Regions from separate parts of the Sus scrofa genome. Here region 1 is linked to region 2. A link is a contact called in public HiChIP or PLAC-seq data. All regions are on one chromosome and are shown on one strand. The core of a region is the stretch at or near the end of the contact, and the rest is flanking DNA. Distances in the headings are between cores, read along the strand shown.

The links. HiChIP or PLAC-seq counts read pairs in DNA pulled down with a chosen protein or histone mark.
Region 1: a contact with region 2 is called in an H3K27ac HiChIP or PLAC-seq map of alveolar macrophages. The contact joins two enhancer-like sites. A contact is called at or near these places in 1 of 5 promoter capture datasets (liver), 13 of 47 Hi-C or Micro-C datasets (adipose tissue, alveolar macrophages, blood and 8 more) and 1 of 2 datasets of contacts at active chromatin or transcription factors (alveolar macrophages).

What each region holds. Positions count from the first base shown.
Region 1 is chr18:46,279,450-46,283,320 of Sscrofa11.1, forward strand. No RefSeq gene overlaps it. Among named protein-coding and RNA genes, the nearest start is that of NFE2L3, 31 kb to the left of the region's middle. Within about 2 kb of position 1,487, at least 11 of the 83 cell types and tissues checked have an H3K27ac peak or open chromatin away from gene starts, as enhancers often do. A contact at or near this core is called in alveolar macrophages, where this site is marked.
Region 2 is chr18:46,074,332-46,078,377 of Sscrofa11.1, forward strand. It overlaps SNX10 (sorting nexin-10), which reads right to left. Exons shown (of 7, transcript XM_021079049.1): 4 at 1,456-1,556; 5 at 1-21. Among named protein-coding and RNA genes, the nearest start is that of SNX10, 67 kb to the right of the region's middle. Within about 2 kb of position 1,785, at least 4 of the 83 cell types and tissues checked have an H3K27ac peak or open chromatin away from gene starts, as enhancers often do. A contact at or near this core is called in alveolar macrophages, where this site is marked.

The DNA.
Region 1 (3,871 bases), core at 237-2,736, 200 kb after region 2:
ATGGTGGTTATTGTAATTACCAAGTATGTAAAAATACAAAGCTATGTAAACTTCTGCACGTAGTGTTTATATAATTCCGTATTCCTGTTTCCACATGTAAGGTTAGCACTGTCGCATCCTGGAATACGTATGGATGACCGCTGAACAACGCGGGTGTGGACTGCACGGGTCCACTATGTGGCTCTTCTCCATAAACACCTACCTCCGTTCTATGCGATGGGAGGCTGGTTGAATCTGTGGAGGGCCGACTGCACAGTTTTAAGTGGATTGTCAACTCCGCAGGGGGTCGGTGCCCCAACCCCTGTGTTGTTCAAGAGTCGACAGTATATACCATGCTGTGCCAGTCCCATCATACACACATAACAGTAAAATTATAAAACAGTACAGTGCTGCAGTTCAGCACACAGGCTCTGGGGCCAGGGCCACTTTAGTTCCCATCCTAGAGCCACCACCTCCTTGGTATGTAACCTTAGGAAGTTACTGTTGCTGCGCCTCAGCTAACTTGCTGGGAAATGCACCTAATAGCACCTATCTGGGTTCTGGTGAGGATTAAATGAACGAATCAATGGAAAGAGCTTAGCTCAGGGCCTGGCAGGCAGTAAGCTCTCCGCAGGTACTAGCTATCCCTTGGCCCGTTATCATAAAAACAGAGTCCACGTCTGAATGAAGCCCAAGAATCTGCAAAATCAGTATGATTCATAAGCCACGGTCGTTTGATTTAACAATCGGTTGTTCTGAAACGAGTCGGTTGGGGTGGGTTTATAAAGGGAGGATGTGGTCTCAAGTCCAGGTCTCCATTTGCTTTGGCCTTGGGGTTCACTGCTAAAGCAGAGGATGCCCTGGCCTTATCTGCTCATGTAGAATTAGACCTCATAGTTAATTAAACTTCTACCCTTAAGCATTCCTGGAGGGCCAATTCTAATGAAATGCCACTTGCTACCTCTGTGGAACTGTCTCGTTCATTCACAAGTAAGGTTAGCACTGCCACATCCTGGAAATGGGCATTGAGTGAGTGTCTCGATGCATTACTGCCACCGGGAGGAACGGAAAAGTCCTCCGTTGTTCACTCTCTGCTACAGTCACAATAAACGAACTTCTGCCAGCCAGCAGAGTGCAAAATAGAACCGAAGAACAGAATGAGAACGTGGTTCTGGCTACTACAAGGCGGCTTTCAGTTTGCACATCAAAACACTTGGCACGCTACTACTGATTCAAATTATGTCGGATCCTTCATTGTTCACGTGACAAGAATGTATTCACAAATATAAATAATATACACTAAATCATATGGCAGGCTATTAATTTCTTAAAAAAAGATTATCATCAAAATGAAAAACAGAAAATTGAAAAAAACAATCCCAACCACTACTGTTTTAGAGAATTGGAGACTCTTGAGATTCCAAGGACTCTCTCTCTTTGGTTACTCAGTGCCTGGTATACAGGGGTTGCTCAATAAATATTTGCATCTGAATGAGGAAAAGAAACTAGTAAGGGGAAATGAAGGCCACTTCCATTCCTGTGGTCTGGACCCACAGGGTGAGCCCAGGGTGCTGGGACTTGGAGGTTGGCAGAGCCACAGCGCTCACTTCCGGCTCTGGCTCCAGGCACGTTCAGGGAACAATTAGGAACAGGGCTGGTTGGGCCCAAGATGTCAGGTCTGGAAACGAGGACCTAATTACCAGCCACAGAGATGGAGGGTGGGGCTGAGAGCCTGCGGTTGGGATTATGGCAGAAACTGGGACTGCCAGCCCTGCACCTGGGGCCCGTGTGCAAGACAGAGTCTGGGTAAACCGGTTCAGGGTGCGGGCAGGGAGCGAGATAACCTCTGCCATGGATCAATCTCCCTAAACAGTGGACCATCCATGCCAGGTGCCTTTATATGAAGATGGGTCATTTTGTTCAACCAGAGAAGAATTCATTTGAACTTGAAGTGCCCGACAAACGGAATCCAGGATGCAACCGTCTCTCAGTAGATCAAGATTGGCTCACATCCACAGCAGAGCAGCCCACAGGGTGGCAGAGTCCCGGGCCCAAACCAAGAGCTCAGGATTCCTTCTGGCTCTTTTGGAGCCTGGTATCTGTGTTTTAAACACGCTCCCCACGTGATTCGGATGCAGGAGGCTGCCTCCTTAAAGGCAGAGGCAGACCTGGCTTAGCGAAATAAGCTGCTGAGATAATTAAACAGCCAGACAATCTTTACTGATTTGCTACCCTCTGCAGGGCTCTGGGGCTGGGTTTCCGCAAGAGGTGACTGTCCAGTGGTATTCCCAGTCCTGCCCTCTCTGTGTGCCCCACCCTCGCCGACTGCTTTTTCCTGTAATTAAGCCTCCCTCTTGTGTCCTAGTTTTACTTGCTGGCTCCCTGCATTGTTCCCTCGTGCCCAAATCCATGCTGTATTTGTCCCTTTGTTCCTCTGAGATCGAACTTCCTGAAGCTGTAGGGGTCACTCAGGTTTGGGGAACTTACCTGCCCCGAGCCCGGCTGCAGCTGTATGGGCTCTGTGCCCAGGTCAGCCACAGCCAACTGGAGAGTGACTCAAAAATAACCGCCCTGGGCAGACTGCAGGTGTGTGTTCCTGGGAGAGACAAACTGGTTCTCTTCTTAGGAATTGAGGAGTTTGGAGTCTAGTGTCATCACAGACCGTGTTTAATTCATACCTAGATTTGAGGGACATAAGAAAAAGGACACAGGGTAGAAAAAAAGAGGGGCCACTTTTCAGCTGTGGCAGTTCCACCTCCCCCGAGATCTGGCTGCATGTGTGTCCTTTTCACATGCCTTGCTGTGGACAGGACCGCAAGTCCTAACACTGTCTCCCTGAGCCGGTGCATCCCAGCCATGTCTACACGGGTCTCTCCCACCTGCCTGGACAACCCCCAACCCCGCTCAGCATTACTTTAATTACTCCCTATTACTTTATTGCTCTTACTTGGATGGGCCTCACCTGTGTGTGGCGTGGGGTGTGGGGGTGTGGGGGGAGTGTGGGGTATGGCCCCAGCATCTCAGAGCACCTCATTTTGGGGACTAGCCTATCCCATGACCAGCCATGTCCTTGATACAGCCTATGTTTAGACTTCAGTATAAAATAAGTTTTTTCAGAGTTTCCATCGTGGTGCAATGGAAACGAATCCAACTAGGAACGATGAGGTTGCAGGTTTGATTCCTGGCCTCACTCAGTGGGTCGGGGATCCGGTGTTGCTGTGGCTGTGGTGTAGGCTGGCGGCTACAGCTCCAATTTGACCCCCACCCTGGGAACCTCCATATGCCGCACATGTGCCCCTAAAAAGATAAAAGACAAAAAAAAAAAGTTTTAATTTCTGATCCATTCTTACATTTTGGAAAAGAAATATCACTTCCTTGTTTTTTTTTAAAAGACCAGACATTCGGAGTTCCCGTCATGGCGCAGTGGTTAACGAATCCGACTAGGAACCATGAGGTTGTGGGTTCGGTCCCTGCCCTTGCTTAGTGGGTTAGGGATCCAGCGTTGCCATGAGCTGTGGTGTAGGTCGCAGACGCGGCTCGGATCCCGCGTTGCTGTGGCTCTGGTGTAGGCCGGTGGCTATGGCTCCGATTCGACCCCTAGCCTGGGAACCTCCATATGCCACAGGAGCGGCCCAAGAAATAGCAAAAAAAGACAAAAAAAATAAATAAATAAAATAAAAGACTGGACCTTCTCCATTTGCATCTTTTAAACTAAAATTAGAGTTATCTGAGGGAGGAAATGTGATTTTAAAGGAAATTATGTTTTTCTTTTAGAATGCTTTTTACATGAAGCCCTGATTACATAAAAATTCTGGTACAGGTTCCCCCACCCCTGACGGGGAGGGACTAGAAAACAAAAGTTCCCTAATTAGAGTTTCCGATATAAAACCTG
Region 2 (4,046 bases), core at 535-3,034:
GATGGAAGTTCTGGCAGTTGTCTTATGAGAAAGAAAAAAAATTTTTTTAATCATCAAATCAAGGCAGTTTAGTTACAGAAACCCTCCAAAATGAAAGTAAATTATGCATAATTATCACACAACTATTATATAGTATTATATATATTACATGGTTATGTTATATAAATAATAAGGGTATGAAAAAAATCAATGTAAAGAAAAAGCATTTTTAAACATTTTTGAGGTCTTACATGGTCAATGCTCTATAAAAGTTAGTATAATTCAAGTGCTAAATTTAGGATTCAGATTCAGTAGCCAAAAACCTAACCAAACCATCGTACATTCTCCTATGATGTAATCAAGGAGAAAGCCTACAGGAGTTCCCATTGTGGCGCAGCAGAAACGCATCTGACTAGTATCCATGAGGATTCGGGTTCCATCCCCGCCTTGCTCAGTGGGCTGGGGATCCAGTGTTGCTGCGGCTGTGGTACTACAGGCTGACAGCTGTAGCTCCGATTTGACCCCCAGCCTAGGAACCTATACCATGGTATATACCATGGGTGCGGCCCTAAAAAGCAAAAATAAATTAATAAATAAAAGAAGAAAGCCTTTAAAATCCTTCATATTTAGATATCTTAATACATTTCAATTTTTTAATGGTAGTTGATTTACAAAATTGTGTTAGTTTCAGGTATTTTTCAGATTCTTTTCTATTTTAGGTTATTATAAATACTGAACATAGTTCCCCATACTATACAGAAAATCTTTTTTTAAATACTGACTATAATAATCAAGACTCCTTGGAGTTCCCGTCATGCCTCAGTGGTTAATGAATCTGACTAGGAACCATGAGGTTGCAGGTTTGATCCCTGGCCCAGCATTGCCATGAGCTGTGGTATAGGCCGCATACGTGGCTCAGATCCTGCATTGCTGTGGCTCTGGCGTAGGCCAGTGGCCACAGCTCCGATTAGACCCCCTAGCCTGGGAACCTCCATATGCTGTGGGTGAGGCCCTAGAAAAGAAAGAAGAAAAAAAAAAAAAAAGACTCCTCAATATAAGTGAAGTAAGTCACAAAGAGAAAGACAAATACCCTATGTTATCACTTATATCTGGAATCTAACATATGGCACAAATGAACCTTTCCACAGAAAAGAAAATCACGGACTTGGAGAGCAGGTTGCAAAGGGAGAGGGAGAGGGAGTGGGATGGACTGGGAGTTTGGGGTTCATAGATGCAAACTATTGCCTCTGGAATGGATAAGCAATGAGATCCTGCTGTATAGCACTGGGAACTATATCTGGTCACTTATGACAGAGCATGATCATGTGAGAAAAAAGAATGTATGTGTATGTGTGACTGGGTCACCTTGCTGTACAGTAGAAAATTGACAGAACACTGTAAATCAGCTATAATGGAAAAAAATAAAAATCATTAAAAAAAGAAAAGACTCTTCGATATGCTCTTTCAATCACTTACACCAGCAATGCATTACTCTGGAGCCTCTGCCTCAGCCACACAAATTCTCTATATCTTCTTCTCACACAAGACGTCTTCATTGTAAAACACATGCTATTGGTCTGTTTAAAGAAAACAAAGAAATATAAGCCTCACTTGGGGGGGGGGAATGCTTTTCTTATATCCGTAACCCAGTATATGCCCCAATATTTGCCTAAAGTAGGATTTTAAAAACCAAAAACACATGTGCACTTACGCCAGACTCAAATCCTGCACATAACGCACCCACACAGCACCCTGAAGACAGCTGGGGTGACACGAGTGAGCAGTGCTGACCCTGGAGAAGGCAGACCCCGCCCCTCCCTGAGTCCTGAAGTAGCTTCCTGCTCACTGCTCAGCCCTCCCGTCAGAGACAAGTCATAAGACAAATCTTGAAAATGATCAAAAGAGCTGGGGATCATCATCCGCTGCATCTCGACCCTACCCGTCCCTCCGTAGAGAAGCCTTTAGGCGTCAGAGATGCGATGCGCGTGGCCCCTAACGTGACATCACAGACGCCGTCGAGTCCTTGGTGTGGCCATCACCACCGATCGCACACATCACCCCGAACCCCGAACTCCCCGTGCAACAAGAGACCAGCCTCTCCCTTCTCGGCGAGACACGCGAGGGTGGAAAAAGAGGCGTGTGGCGCACGGCCCATTTCTTGGGACCCCCCAAGCTCCGGCTCCGCCGAGGCAAGTCGCCTGAACTCCAGCTCCCGGAGTGACAGAGGGCGATGAAACAGCAGCACCCCCATTCCACAGGGTGGCTGTCAGGTTTGATAACAAGGGTGTGGCACACGTTCTCTCTTAATATTATTATCAGCTACTAGGCGTGGGTGTCCTTCCCGCTCCCTCAGGGCAGACTTGGAAAAAGCCACCCTGAATCCCCACCTGAAGCAACACAGCGACGCTGCTCCTTTGCATGAACACGAGGCTGGTAAATACGTGTATTTCTCCTTCGTGTAACATGAGAGGGAGAGGCTGGTCTCTTGCGGCGCAGGGGGTCCAGGGTTCGGGGGGACGCGTGGGGATGGCTTTGTGTGACATGAGGCGTGTTCGTCTACTGGTTTCGCCTAAGAAGATCTCTATTTCGCCTATTTATATCAAAATCCTATTTCTAAATCTTCATGCTGACAAATGAGCATTTTTTTTTTTTTTGCCCCCAAGATTTATATTATTTCAAAAACTGTTACTATTCCACTACTTCATTAGGCCGCCGGCAGCCGTCTGCCGTGGGAAGGGTCAGTGCTGACGCGCATCCGTTCCTATAACCACTCCTGTGACGTGCACCGCACGGTTCCTCACATTCCTGAACTTTCCAAAATTCGACAAAACCTCAGGATGCAGGGAGGTTAAGAGACTTGCCCCCAAAGCAGTTATTGGCCTAAATCCCATCACGGATGATACGGCTGCAAAACATGCCCGGCTGGCGCTGGTGGCACAAAAACAGTGTGTGTGTGGATTTCCAGGCACACCAGGGCCTCCTTCTAATGTGCCCCTTGGGGACTCAGACACAGGCCGTTTATACCAGAATTCCTGTCCTAACGAGGCCCAGGCGGGTGTCCTCTGAGTGCTCTCTCCCCAGAGAGGAGCAGGCCGCTGCAGGGACTCCCGCATCTCAGGCACAGAGAGGCTCCAGCCCAACGTCCTTCCACGTCTCCGCCCAGAGTCACCACGGACGTCAATGACTGCACGGGACGAAGACCTGCACCAAGTCCGCCGTGCGCGGGACAAGCTCAGGGGAGTGTATTCGAAGGACGACCCACCCCTACCGCTCGCTGGTTTAAAATTCCCAGTAAACGCTAAGCCTTCAGAGTCGCCTGGTATCACATCCCTCGAGACTAATTTAGCCGGGTTCAGCACCAGCTTCTCCACCTGCAAAGCCCTATGGGTACAGCATCTCCATGAGGCCGTCTAGAACTCTCCAGCCTCCCCACGCATTCCTCACCATAGGACAACAGGTGGAAGGCTCTTTAGGATGAGATCACTAATTTACTAAGTTCCTCTAAATCTAATTGCTTCTTTCAACCATCTACCAAGCCAAGAACATTTATTTACTGTCAATTTATTAGCACTCCAAAGAAACGCCAGAGTACCAGCAAATACTCTTTGTGGAACCCATCATTTCTGGCTCTCAGTGGACATTTCTGAATTCACACCGTGTTATTTATGTAGAAGAGAAGGATCTATACTTTCATTAACTCCCCGAGGACAATTAAATTTCATGCCTATTACAAAGTGTGTCATAAGGAGCCACACATTTTTTAGAGGGAGTAAAGGGCAGTTAATGAATTTTATCTTCACATGCTTAGTCTTATACACTCACATTACTGTCCACACAGAACATGCATATCTGGTGTGACCTTACGAGCAAAGCCAGATCAAAACACAAGGTGTACCCTGGCAATGGCCTTCGACACAATCATCAACAAAGCAGTTCTGAGTTTTCACTCTATTTGCTAAACTGGGGAACTTTGAAAGAAAAGAGGGAAGAAAGGAGAAAAGGGAAGTTCTGTGGCTGGTATCTGGGTGGCCAATATACTAATTTAGCCATTAACAGTGGGAAGACTA